Regions from separate parts of the Mus musculus genome. Here region 2 is linked to region 1. The links are chromatin contacts, called in public Hi-C maps. All regions are on one chromosome and are shown on one strand. Each heading gives the region's core, a stretch centred on a gene start, on an enhancer-like site or on the middle of the called end of the contact. The rest is flanking DNA. Distances are from core to core; before and after follow the strand shown.

Evidence for each region. A called contact is a pair of places that touch in the nucleus more often than the background predicts.
Region 2: a Hi-C map of cerebral cortex shows a contact between it and region 1, with 2.6 times the contacts expected there. The contact joins two enhancer-like sites. A contact is called at or near these places in 2 of 484 Hi-C or Micro-C datasets (cerebral cortex and myocytes), 3 of 115 datasets of contacts at active chromatin or transcription factors (extraembryonic endoderm stem cells, fibro-adipogenic progenitors and pancreatic cancer cells) and 1 of 9 other capture datasets (embryonic stem cells).

Annotation. Positions count from the first base shown.
Region 1 is chr13:97,488,706-97,495,938 of GRCm38.p6, forward strand. Lncenc1 (long non-coding RNA, embryonic stem cells expressed 1) reads left to right here. Exons shown (of 2, transcript NR_110432.1): 2 at 5,700-7,233. Among named protein-coding and RNA genes, the nearest start is that of Gm41030, 35 kb to the right of the region's middle. Within about 2 kb of position 3,981, at least 9 of the 459 cell types and tissues checked have an H3K27ac peak or open chromatin away from gene starts, as enhancers often do. A contact at or near this core is called in cerebral cortex, where this site is marked.
Region 2 is chr13:97,776,781-97,784,013 of GRCm38.p6, forward strand. No RefSeq gene overlaps it. Among named protein-coding and RNA genes, the nearest start is that of Rps18-ps4, 29 kb to the left of the region's middle. Within about 2 kb of position 2,886, at least 23 of the 459 cell types and tissues checked have an H3K27ac peak or open chromatin away from gene starts, as enhancers often do. A contact at or near this core is called in cerebral cortex, where this site is marked.

The sequences.
Region 1 (7,233 bases), core at 2,731-5,230:
AGATGCCCAGGGGGCATGAGTATAAATCCTCAATGAGATTCATAAATTGCTGCAGCATGTTATTATTGGGGCTTATGAGTGGAGATCAGCCCACATCTCTGCACTTGCCTGGTACAGACTGAGTGCTTGCATGTGGATAGCATGCTGGGTGTGTGCTGGCTTTTTTTTTTCCGTAGAATTCTGAGAGAACAGTCTTTATATTCTTTCTCAGTGCTCTGTGGGGATGGATAAGGATAACAGCTTTACTTCACAAAGACACTTATATTATTTATTTTATTATTATTATTATTATTATTGAGACAGGTTTTTCTCTATGTAGCCCTGGCAGTCTTGGAACTTGCGTTGTAGACCAGGCTGGCTTTGAATTCAAAGACAGCCCTGCTTCTGCCTGTGCTGGGATTAAAAGGGTGAGCCATCACACCAGCTTGGGGATGGGGAATTTTAATCCTTCTCTTCCTCTCCCATGACATCAGGGCACAGGTGCTAAACTACCCCAGAGTCAGCAAGGTCAGCTTCATTTTACTGAGCTGTCACTCATACTGAAGGGGCCTGCCCTCCTGTGTCCGGTATGCAAAGCATCTTTCCTGGCCACTCCGGTAATCTTTGCAGCCTCAGCCTCATCAACTCTGCTTCATGCTGTTCAGTAAGTATGTGTGCAAGTGCTATAGGGAACAGACGCCTGTCGTTTGAAGAAGTCTCTGCCATATCTGCTGTCATCCTCTGCTTTCCCGCAAAATTAATGTTCTTCCAGATGCAAATTCCTTCCCGAGCCTCTCTACCTGTTAGTGGCATATGGCAGAAGATCTGAACCCGGGCCGGGGGCATGAAGACATCTTTGAGGAAGAGAGAAGGGATATTTTGTCTGAAAAACATAAGGATCCAGCAAACACCTGTGTTATGCGTTGTTCTAAATATGCAGTCTTGTGCTGATGTGTGTTTATGTGGTCAGGAGGAGAGACAGCATCCAGAGGGGGAATCTATATCCCATTATCCCCACCCAGACTCTAACCGGCATATCCCAGAAGCCCCAAGCTAGGGCTAATTTGGGACACTGAATGGATTCCTTGTGCAATCAAAGTCTATCTGTCCCAGAGGACAGGGAGTAAGCTGTGTGAGTTGAGTATGGTATGTCCCTGAGGGTGGTTTCCAGGCTATGTAGCCACCAACAGCCTGCTGACCCTACCACACTCACACTCAAACTCACATTCAGCATTTGCACAGAGAAGGGGCAGATTCACAAGTCACCGTCAGATTCTGTCTCTCAGAGCTGAAAAGAAGTGTGCTAGCCTCCTGTCCTCCTTCCTAAGCTGGCTGCTTAGTTTCTCATGTGGCTGAGTTGATTTTCTCGATCAGGCTAATTTAGACAAATTTTCCCGAAGCCGAGGGTAGACAGGGTTAAGATTAAAAATGGTTCTGACTTTTGACAACTGAAGGCCAAGAACCTGCCAGCCTCTTACAGCATGGGAAGCTTTAAAAAGCTGAGGAACAGGCCTGAGGTCATGTTTGGGTCAAAGACAGGAAGGACTGAGGGTAAAGTATTTTACCTTTCTATCTGGTACTTAATATGCCTCCTAATTGCAGGACATTCCTTAGGCATCGCCACACACGTAATTTCTGCTAATTGGCTTATGTAACACATGCATGATTATTGCTTTTCAATGGAAGCAACTCTGTGCATTTCCTGTGCTTCTTTCCCTAGTTCCGTACTCTGTGGGTGGTTTGGCCCCGGGTTTGGTGTTCCCTAGACCTTTCGATTCTGATTTTTAACTCCAAACATTTCTCCAAATTCTACGCAGTGTCAATGGAAAACAATTAGATAACGCAATCAACAGGCTGGAGAGAAGAAGTTTGGTTTGGAGTGAGAATCTCTGTGCAGTTAGCAAAATACAGTTACACTAATTTATATTGCTTGTATTCCATCTGCTTTCTGGTTTAAAACGTCTTGGATTGCCTCAGACTCTGTATATGTAATATTTTCCATTTACAAAAATGTCCTGCATCACCCATCAGCGCCCCCCCCCCGCTCTTTCTTTCTTTCTTTCTTTCTTTCTTTCTTTCTTTCTTTCTTTCTTTCTTTCTTTCTTTCTTTCTTTCTTTTTAAAGAGAGCTTTTGAAAACTGATACTGGCTAGTCTGTGATTTGGTTCTTGATCTTATAGGTAGAGCCTAACAAGATCATCGAGGGGGACTTTGAGGACTGAGATGTCTGTGTTGTGGACTCAGTGCAAATTCTACCCCAAAAGCCAGGAGCTTAGAGCCGCTGAGCTTTGCAGCAGCGCTCACGTTATTATCCAGAAAATTCCTCCTGCGCCTCTGTCTTTCTACCACCGACCCCTGGTTATGCTTTAATGCAAGCTGCCTACATGCCTTCATGGAACTGCTAATTGCTTTGGAGCCATAGAAGCATGGATGTTTATAAACTTTTTTTTCTTCCTTACTTGGGTTACAAAAGGATGGCGTAGGAATGGATGAAAATTGATGATTACAGGAAAATGTCATGCAAGCAACGGAAGTCTCTGGGATTCCCGGAGGCGAGGGGAATGGATGTAGAGAGTGGATGTAGGGGTGAAGGTGGGGGTTCTGTCTGAGGACATGGCACTTCAGGGGGTGGTTGTGGAGGTGGGACTGGGGGTGGTGGAGGTGAGAAAGTGGAGGCTCTCTCAGAGGACTTGGCTCTCTCAGTCTGCTTGTTTTCTTGCCAGCAGCTGGACAGTTCGCTTTTGTTGACAGTATTGGGAAAAGAAGGGAAGAATGCCACAGAGGCAGGAAGGGGGCTCATCGATTCCAGCTTCACTGCCTGGATTTTCACGGGATAAATAGGACTGTTTGGAAGGCTAATTTACAGGCCCTTTTTATGGTAATAAACATTGTTTAGAAGACAACTGAAAGTTCTTCGTCTTAAGACATGAGAAAGAATTCCTGTCTTGCCTCTTGGAACACAGCACTATTTATTTAGTTTACACTTTACCCTGCAAAACTGTCTTCTATGAACACGATGATGTCTTACATTTGCATGCTACTTTCTAGCTGAATTTCATGGGCGTTATTTCTCTGTTGAAGAGCATCTTTATGTTATTGGTGCAGGTGTAGGAATGAAGAGAAAAGCAATTTATATGGGAAACACGTCAAGATGGAGGACCTAGGGCCAGGTAAAAGGCTTGTGGCTATAAATAGCACCTGTCAGTTTAAGATACTCCTGACTTGCCTAGGAGATTTTCTGGACAAACCTCCTAGAAAGGAGCCTGCATGTGTTTTGTTGGAGAAGTCTCATCTTCTAGAAGCAGCACTTGTCCCAGAAATGCTCTACTGCTTCAAAGCTGCTTGAAGCCATGCCTAAGGTGTCGGCAAAGTGCCATGCACACGCCCTGGCTGGGCTCTACGGAAAGACCATCCAGTCATTACTATCGTCTCTTTGCCAGCTTAGCCTAGGGAAGGGCTCAAAGATAGATATTACTTCCAAATAGCAGCTTGGCTCTATTTTGGGGACTTTCAGTATTTCTATATTACCGGCTGACATTCTGAAAGAGTCAGAGACAGACAGGTTTGATGAGCCATGGAAAACATAAAGAACCTCAGGTTTGGTGTCTGTGTAGGGATGTCACTTTCCCTGTGTTTGACTACAGTGTGGAGCTCAATGTGGGGTTGCTGCTTCTCCAGCCTCTTAGGAAAGGTGACACTCCTTGAATGTGTAGGGTCAACGCTATCCTTACTTGAGCTTGACATATTCATGATTTTGTTGTGCCTTCCTGGTCAATTGCCAGAGTTTAATAGAATGCCCTAGAACTGACACTCCTTCTTCAATTGTAATGGGTAATACTGATTTCCTACTTTCCAAGCTCTCGGATCGCTTAGGAGACAAACCTTTGGCATATCTGTGAGGCATTTTTCTAGTCTGCATTAATGGAGGTGGAAACACCCACTTCCAATGTGGGCAGCGCCATCCACGGGGAAGCGGAACACGAGCACTCACCTCTCTGTTTCTCGACTTCGGATGAGATGTGACTCATGCGGCCGACGGGGCGGAGTAGGATGGTGTGACATTCTGTGATGCTACTCAAAATGATACATATCTTAAAACTTGAGAACTACTTATTTATAGAACCTTTCGTTTAAACATCTGAGAGGGTAGTTAGTCCCAGGTGAGGCGGCCTGTCAGAATGGAGAGCTCAGACGAGAAGGGGAACTACCTGGTATGAGTGTCAGGTCTGGAGGACTCAACCCTCATGAATGGAATTAATGTCTATTTGGATAACTGACAGATTCCTGCCTTCCGGAATAAAATGCACATTGCTTTGGGGAAAGTTTCAGGTTCATAAGTTCTTCATCCAGGGTCCTTTCAGTAGATAGGTGAGGGATTATCTGGAACAGGCAAGGGCCCTTAATGTCATTGTGCGTCATCATGCCAGTGTCTCTAAAACCTTACCTCTTAACCTCTCCTCATCTTTTACCAGTTGCTGGTCCTGTGATCCTCCTGGGACAGTAAAGCCACACAGGGCAGCAAGAGCAGCCTTTCTGTTGCCGGAGATATTCTGTGGGTATTGATTCGGCTCCCTCTGACTTACTTACAATGAGCTCCCAACACAATCGAAGTGATGTATAAAACCGTGAGGCTGGAGCTTCGGCCAAGCAGAGGCAGTATGCAATACATAAAAGCTGGAAGCCCCCCTTCCCCCCCCCCCCCCCCGCCGCGCTTCTGTGACACTTCCAGCTGGAAGATGAATCGGAGCCACACATTCCAGCTCTGCTTGGGTAGCACGGAAATATGCAAGCTGCAATCATCTAGGTATGCTCACTACAGCTAAAGTGGTGCTGTGGTGCCAGTGCCACGTGCCGCGAAGGCTGCCAGCGAGCATTTTTTCCAAGGACCGATTATTGGGAAATTCAGCCTTTCCTCCTCTCGCTCCCCAACCATTCATGGAAAGGTTGCCATGTGCCAGGAAGCCCGACTATTTCAGTCAGTCATGAAGCCATCTAAGCACAGGTGTTGGAAGAGGTCAGCCTTTGAGCCGTGATTTAATACTTAAAGGTTTGTGGATAGTACCTTTTACATTAGTTGCCTAAGTGTTAGAAGGGTCCCTAGTGTGGGGTGAACACGTCCTCATAGTTAAATCGGGAGGCTTTCTCTTAAAAGTGCTCAGTGTGGACCAAAAGTTACATAAGCGCTTTGCCTTAAAGGCTATCCAGTTGGTCTTTCACTTTAGTTCAGGCTTAAAGAACAAAAATAGCTTTCTGGTTTTGTCTCCTTCTGGACGAGTGGCCATCTGTTTACCGTTTAATATCACCAGCTCATGACTTTTCAAGGAACTGCGCAGGATTTCATGGTTGTGCATCAGGGACTTCCTTCCCCTAGTTCACTCTTCCACTGTGGTCCCTTCCACCGGGATAACACAAAAGCACTTCCCTGTCTCTTTTGGTTTATCTGTGACCTGCCCCCAAAAACACATATATGTTATTTTAACTCGGCAGTTCATAACCTGTGGGTCACGACCCTTGATGTGTCAGATATCTTGTATATCAGATATTTTCATTATAATTAAAAAACTGTAGCAACATTAGTTATGAAGGAGCAATGAAATCATCTTGTGGTTGGGTGTGGGGTGGGTCACCACGACATGAGGGACTGTATTAAAGGGCTGTGGTGTTAGGAAGGTTGAGAACCACTGCTCTGATCCCTTTTTTTTTAACATTCGAACCTTCCAGAAGCCTGACCAGACTTGGAACTGAAGCACCTTAAGGACAAAAGAAAGACTTGCTGAGCTCGCTCACAGACCTTCTAGAGCAGCGCTGGGCTCATGGATCTGGAGATTATGGACAGAAGATAATGTAGATGTTATAACCAGGCCAGCGTCCTGTGGTAAAGGGTGTCTTTAGATCACTGTTTCGTCGGTATAGGTAAATGACATGAAGAACATCTTTATAGGCAGGGGATGAGAATCTGAGATGAAGAAAAGAGGCTCCCCTGATGGACCATTCTAAGCTACTGTCAGAAGCAGGATCCATAGAACTTAAGGACATGATTGCAACAATTATCAGACATTGGCCTCTTAGGTCATGGTGATCTTTTAGTATTTTGGCTTTCTGCTGTCCTTTCATAAAGGAACCTCATTTTTAGCTTCTATTGAAGATATAAAATCATCTCATAGTATTTTCTCATTACTAGGAGCTGTAAATCACTTCAAAGCTGTCTTTCTCCTTGATCATTTGCATATCAAAGTATTTCTCTTGAGTACGGTGATCTCTCCCCCTGTGGTTTGCTGTGTACCAGTTCTCTCTGGATCCTAGGGCCTAGGGAAGTGTGGATTCCAAGTGACTGGTGTTTTTCTACAGTAGAGCTTTTTTGTTGGCTCTTACCTGGGAGGACAATGGGGAAGGGCCAGGGCCATCCTGTTCTTTGCTGGGTGTGACCTTTCCTGCTCTGCTTCAGGGTTCCATGCTGAAACCACCTTTAGCCATCATCGAGTGGGACTCCTTTTTACATTTTGGTGATTTCAATATTGTTTTTGTATGGGTTTTGAGTTTCAGTCCTAAATCTGTGTGGTGTGACAGAGGGAACCTCTACACAAAGGCCTGCCAATCTGCAACCTCTTCATGCTGCCACTGGTTAGATCAACAGTTCACTCTAGACACTGAACCTTGCCTGCATGCGTGCTAGTGTCACCACCAACATCAGTATCACTGTGCACCAGCATCAGCATCACTGTGCACCAGCATCAGCATCACTGTGTATCAGCATCAGCATCACTGTGCACCAGCATCAGCATCACTGTGCACCAGCATCAGCATCACTGTGTATCAGCATCAGCATCACTGTGCACCAGCATCAGCATCACTGTGTACCAGCATCAGCATCACTGTGCACCAGCATCAGCATCACTGTGTACCAGCATCAGCATCACTGTGTACCAGCATCAGCATCACTGTGTATCAGCATCAGCATCACTGTGCACCAGCATCAGCATCACTGTGCACCAGCATCAGCATCACTGTGTATCAGCATCAGCATCACTGTGCACCAGCATCAGCATCACTGTGCACCAGCATCAGCATGACTGTGTACCAGCATCAGCATCACTGTGCACCAGCATCAGTATCACTGTGTACCAGCATCAGCATCACTGTGCACCAGCATCAGTATCACTGTGCACAGCTCAATCTCCATACGTCAATCGCCAGATCGGTCCAAAAGTGTCTTGTCTGTGTGTATTTTCTCCCACTTTACCACTCCACTCTGGCT
Region 2 (7,233 bases), core at 1,636-4,135, 290 kb after region 1:
GAGTGTTTTTCTTTCTAATTACAAGACACTGTGAAGCTGTCAGGGTGCCAATGGTGACAGAGAGCACTGGTGGCCATTGTTGAATAGCTGAAACCTTGGCCAGGCAGAAAGCCATTGGAAAGGGTCCAGGTCAAAACAAGAATGTGGCTGAGGGAGACGCCAACTCTGTGGGAGACTGCAGCTGCAAGTGGCAAAGGCCAAGGTGGGGTGGCTGGGGTCAGGGCTGTGGGAAACAGACACCCCAGGAGTCTGCGTGTGGGTAGCAGAGGCAGTCACAGATGCGAGGGTGCCACTCTTCTGAAAATCCCCTATGTATTTGAGGAGCATGAAGTACCTGAGGTGAGGTTTCAGACTATGGGCAGTAATTGTGGTATCATTTCATTTGAGTCCAAAAACTGGTGTGCTGAGGGTATCTGAGATATAAATAAAACCCATGGATTACAGAGTGGTTAAAAAGCAGCTGTTTGCTTACTTTATATGCGCTTATATACATGTGTGTATGTGGAAATATAAACAGCATGGCCCAACAGAGTACATTTGCAATTAATTTTAAATTACTAAGTACTAATGAATGATTTTAAGATGCTTGCACACAATTTGTTCTCAAGCATTTTCATATTTGAACTCCCCCCCCCAATCTTATTTACATTGCTCCTTTGCTTAGCAAATATTGTCTAGCTAATGTCATGTTTGTAAGTGCTCCCGGCTTGGGCAACTGCAGAGGCTGGAACCCTGCTCCCACGTAAACACAGACACCTGGAGTCCAGAAGAACAGGGTCAGGCAGCTTCATGGAGGTCAGTTTCTTAGAAGGGACAGGATGTCCACTGTCTTAATTGGAGTTCTCAAAAGAAACAGAATCAGCTGGGAACTCTAAACACGCATAAACACACACATGTACATGCACACATTCATATATGTATAGTCTACTCACTATGTCAGAGAGAGACAGAGACAGAAAGAAAGAAATTTCCCAAGATCAATGTCATCCAAGGCCTTACATCTCCTCAGTAGAGAATTACTAGTTTAGATAATCGCTACTCAGGCGACAGAAGTAGCTTCTGGATGCCTGGCACCACCTCTAGGCCAGCCTAGACATTCTGAATAGTAATCTGTGTTCTACCAGGGTCCCCATGTGACTTGTTGACATACCAGGCTCTGAGGACATTTGACTCTGATGGCCTGCTTAACCACAATACTGTTAAACTTCTATCATGAACAAAACACTATATAGTCCACTCTGGGGGACAACTGAGAAATAAAATAGACAGAATTCTGGGTCTCACTGGTACTCTCAAGTCTATGCTTATTCAGCTAAGCTAAATGATGTATTATTGTGTGACTGTTCCCACACACATACATGCTACTAAATAATATGTGGTCAAAAGTATCCTTATTTACATGTTTGCATGTTCATAACATAATCTTTGCAAGTGAAAAAGCACATTCCAAAATGGTGTATACTAGATAAGGTAATCTGTTTGGCAGACACAAAATAATTGAAACGGTGTGCGTGTAAGTAGTATCTGCATATATAAGCCAGAAAAATTTTAGAATCTCTCAGGAAAGGGGATTATGGGTAATCTTTATCTTTTCTCTTAAAAGATTTTCATCCAATCTTTTACAATAAGCACATGCTATTTTAATAATTAGAAAAGGCAAGAATCTTTTTTTTTCTTTTGCAAAAGATGACCTTACCGGCTGTATCTGTTCCTCTTCATCGTCTGTTCTTGCAATAAGGAGATCCAAGGTTCGTAAACCATGTCTACACAATTCCTCATCTGGCTAAAATTCATGTGTTCCCTTGTCTGGAGGCAGGATCAGGACTAAAGGCAGATGTGATTCAAGTACCTGTGTTAGAGGCCTTTATAGCCTCTGAGGCTGGGGGCTGAGGGGAAGACAGAACACCAAGTCTATGGTCAGATTCAGCTCCAGCTGAGGAAGCAGACAGCAGACCATGACTCAACTATCCCATATCCGCTTCCTCCCAGCCAGATGGCTGGGCTGCAGTTCCCAGACATCTCCATGGCGCAGTTCGATCCTAGGACTGATGAAATGTTAGCAGAGGTGATGGGGGAGGCTCCTCCCTACTTGCCTCCCACTGTTCCCACTCTCCTCCCTATGGTGTCCATAGGGCCCTGGAGACAGATAACAGAGCCACAGGAAGGAAGCCCCTGAGCTCTGCCTCACATGAGTTAGAGCAGGCTGCCTTTTGGGAACATATTTTGGGTGAGATATAAGCAAGAAACACTAGATCGTGATCACACTTGAGCCATGAAAACTTGGGTGTGGGAAGCTGTTGGTTACAGAACATTTGCACCGGGTTTTGAGCAAAGTACTGCTGGTGTGCCAAGATAAGAGAAGCAGAAGAGAATTCATTGCAGTGTATCAGAGGCTGGGTAGGGTTGCTCTTAAGGAAGATGAGTTTGACCAATGGAACTGAACTACGGTTAGCTTTATTCTCATATCCAAGCATTTGGGAACACTTACCAAAGGGGATCTGCATGGTGGCAGTCAAACATTTGATACAAATAGGTGGTTTCCTTTCATAGCCTTATGTATCAGTTAATTTCTTACTTGCTGTGGTAAAACAAATGCCTGACAAAGCAATTTAGGGATGGAATGGTTTATTTGGGTTCACAATTTGAAGATCCAGGTCACTGGGTCAGGAAAGTTGTGGAGACTTTGAAGAGCATGAGGCAGTTTGTCACTGTGTGTCTGCAGTCTAGAAGCAGGGAGAGACGAATGGCAATACCCACCTTGCTATCTCCTTTGTACTTGGCCTGGGGTCTCAGACCACAGAATGGTGTCCCACATAGCCTTGGTGAGTCCTTCCACCTACAAACACAAAGTATGTCCACAGCACAGCCTGGTTTCCTAGGTAATTCTAGATCTTATCAAATTGACGGTATTAACCAGCAGACTAGGAGGCAAGATGCATGAGACATGATTATCTTAACCAGTGAAGAATGAACTCAGAACAATTCTTCTCCAGCAAGCTGGACTGCAGCAGGACTCCAAGATCCCAGTCACTCAAAACAGCAACCCTGTCGGATTAGTGGCAGTTGTGTGTAAAGGCCATCATGTCGTCCCATTAGAGTGCCTGGAGTTTCTTGCTTGCTTGAACATAACTGCTCTTCTGCTCAAAATTACATTAAGATGAAACTTGGCACTGGATTTGTCAGCCAGATGTGAAATTTTATTGTCAAACAAATAAGCCAAAAGAAAGAGTGAAAAATGTTTCATGGATCCCCAGTTGTTGTGATGGGGTGTTTGTTCACTGAAAAATTGAGCTAGGAGATTAAAGCTTCAACTTAAATTATAAAATTTTGCAAACAGTTACTATTTTTAAAATATGACCGTATGTATATATTCAAGAGGCTTTGAAATAATAGCTACTAACAAAAGAAAAGGACCACGCACGTTAATAAACTATTTGGGTGGGCCTGAGAATATTCTCTTTCCTTCTCACTACACTGAAGCCTTGATGCTGAATAACAAACCCCGACCTACAAATAATGTCTCTCTTTGTCATGAATTTATTTCAGACTCTTTTCCTAGGCAAGCAAGAGGCACAATCTGGAAGATATCTTAACAACCAACACTTCCTGTTGGATGTCAGAAATGACTGTTACTGTAAAAAAAAAAAAAAAAAAAGTGGTCGCTTCTCTGCTAACACTTTGAATAAAGGCATGTTTGACCAACCCGAGGCACGGTGTTCCCAGGGATGAACCAGGGAATCGAGGAATTTGGAGACAAAGACTACCTGGTCAGGGTCAGAGAAACTGCAGGCTGTCCAACACCTTCAGTAAGTTAGTATCATAGAAGGGAGGAGCAGGGTAGGCATGGACAATGTCATAGACACAAGAAGGATGACAATGAGAAAAGTCTGGCAAGCTATCAAAAGGCACAGAGCATGAGTGAAGTACCGATCCCTTCTGGAACACGAGCAAGCATGGTGCTATTGAGGCAGCCTGACTCCTCCAGGGGGCCAATCCATGCCCAATGCAGACAGACCACCAGGGGAGCAGGGACCACCCCTGGAGGACCCCTAAGCTGGTGGGTAACTCTGGAGCCCAGAGGTAGCACTCTCTGTGGCCATAGCTCCTTTTATTGCCTGAGGGACACAATGATATTTATACCTCATTCAAGGAGTCTGTGGGGCTTAATAAGTTCAAGTGCATAGGCACCAAGAAGCTTGGAGAAAAGACTAGAATTATATTATTCCTGGCTGCGAGTGTTCCCTTTAAAATGTCTCCTAATTACAGTACCACCCTTGTAGATGCAGGCCACAGCGAGGTCCCAGGCTGTATTGTAAACGTATTCCCACCTAATAAACTTCTTTTCTTGGCATTTTTCTCCCTGAAGCTTGCTCTTTTATCCCGCAGCTTTCTCAACCCAGGCCTGCCCACTTCAGGAGATGTCTCCAAGGGTTGAAACTGAATGAAGACCAGTGAAACTGTAGGTCTAATCCCTCTGTGTCACAATTAGAGGTGGAGCCTCAGGAGACTGATGTCCCACATGTTCAGCTGCTAAGGGAACTCACTGGGCTACCTGCTTGGCTCTGAGGCTCAGCCACTTTGTAGTTTATCTGACTCGTTCAAGATGTCAAGATACCACTCTTTGTTCTTCTTTCTCTTTCTTGTCTGTCTCTCTGTCTCTATCTCTCTCTCTCTCCCTCTCACACACACATGCACACAGACATTCACACTCAAATATACACTCAGACTCAGTCACACACACAGACACATCCACACTATACACATACTCACACAAATACACTCACTGACACACATATATACACACACACACATTTACACTCATACACACAGACACATTCACACACACACATACTCTCACATATGCGCACCCACATGCTCGCACGTGCACTCACACACAAACACTCACACACATACACACACTCACACACACACTCATACACACATGCATGCATACACCACACACTCACACTGTGAGTTAAGCTTCCTCAGTTGTAAGCAGCCTGAGTGTGTTTACCGCTCCTATCCTTAGTCTCACTATTGGCTAGAGCTCATCCACTTGAAAACTCAAGACCTCTTCTTGTCATCAAAATGTTAGTGCTTAGTTATTTTAAGATGAAATGCCTCGGTGACTCATAGTGGAAAGGAATTTCATGTTCCAGGTGCTCTGCTACCTGAGCATACGTGAGAGTGTCTGCACCCATTCAGGCTTCATCTCGAAAATTTTTGGAGTGGGGGTGGGTGGGTGAGTGGGAGGGAGAGACAGACAAAGAGAGAGAGACAGAGAGTAAGAACATTCACCTATCGTGAAGGAGCTCTACCATAAGACTTAGATAGTTTTAGGAGCAGGCTGAGCCATTGACTCTGGGACCACTCCCCTGAGCTTATCACAGAAACCCAGCCCCCCTGATGATCTCCTCCGGACTGGATGCTTGGGGATAACTGACAGCTACCCTCCCTGTCTTCCCGGAAGACATTCCTGAGAGCTGCCGCAGAGCGCTCTCCTGAAGAAGTTTGTGTGTTCTTGTGCTGGAGGTGGAGAAGGGGAGTGGTGGCTTTGTTTTAGGCAAGATACTCAGAAGAGCGTGTATATGGAAGCAAAACCAAAGGTCTGGGGGTTTTCACATTAACCGTATCTCATTTGTGGTTGCTGGTTAATCTGGGAAAGCATGGAGCATGCAAATTTTCAATACGTATAGAAAAATGCCAGGGGGAGGGGGTGCCTGCCTGCGATCCTGCAGAAAAGGGTCCCTGGAGTAGGCTGTGCTGGTAGTTTTGCTGAACTGGTGAGTACTGGATTCAGCAAAAGACCCCTACTTCAAAAAATAAGGGGGAAAGGGATAGGAAAAAGATGCCCAACATTGACCTTTGAACTCCACCTGCATACCAACACATGTGTGTAGTCACATGACCACTTAGGCTAGAAAGGAGAGAGAGAAAGAGAGCAATGAATAAAAAGAGAAAGTCCCACGCAAGCAGGTGGCAGACAACTGTAATTCCAGCATTCAAAAGGCTGAGACAGGAGGATTACAAGTCTAAGACCAGTCTAAATTACCCAGAGCATTGAAGACCAGCTTGGGCTACTGTCTTTTTAAGACCCTGTCTCAAAGAACTAAGAGAAAGAGCCCATCACTTAAGAAGTTATTTTCCTGTAGAACATGTGACACAACATATAAATCCCCATTGGCATAATACCTTGGAAGCATGAAAAATAGAAAGCAACTTTACTTCTATTTTCCATGGTTACTGTTTCATGGCTACTTTCATGCCTATGACAGCATCATCATAGTGACAAATATTTTTGTCCATCTTTTGTGATACTACACAGCACGTAGTAGGTATGAATCAAAGTCCAAATAGTCTTTATAGCTTTTAACAAATTTCCTGGGATCCTGTACCAATCAATGTTTTAGGGGGCTACATAGGTATATATTCCCCCATGTTACATAGCTGACTTGATACATGCCTCTGAATTAATGTTTTAGTGTTTCTTTGTTCATGTATTTAATTAATATTCATGCTTAACAACCCTATTTAGTGATTGATGTCTGTTGGTGTATTCCTTATGCTCTGAGTAAGCTTCTCCAAGGAAAGAGAGCCTCCAGCCCGAACTTCGGCACACCATCTGCAGGGGTTGTGCTCTGGGTGTCCTGTGACACCTGTCACTCACACCACTGAGATTCCTCTCCTGGTCATTCAGCTTTTGTCCTGGAGCAAGTGTTGCAATCCAAGATACAAGCAAAAGATGCTTACGTGCAAGAGCCACTGCTGCCGAGTGGACGCAAGTTTATTATGCTGAAATGAAAGCATAAATAAAATAAAGCTTGACTGAAGAAAAAAAGATGTCTGGGGGTGTGTGGCATCAATCCAGCTGGCTGCGGGGGTGTGGCATCAATCCTTAGATAATTTGCAAAGGAAATATCATAAGAGCAGGGACCAGGACGACAGTTATACACTTGATCACTGATGACCAGAAAAGACATCTCCATAGGATGGAGTTCCTTCTAAGTGGGCAGTGGAGTGCAGATTCCTCTGAGCTCCCATCTCCTGCAGTATACCCTGCCTATGCAGGGAGCTGAGAATGAACCACTATCTTAAATCCGGAAAGGCATACTTCACAATGCTTTCAGGAGGCTCAGAAGCAAAGGCACACTCCGTTTTCGAATTAACTAGAATCTAAGAGTCTCTTCCCCTGCTCTTGGCTCCTTCACAGTCTTGTATAACTCCTCTGCTTCT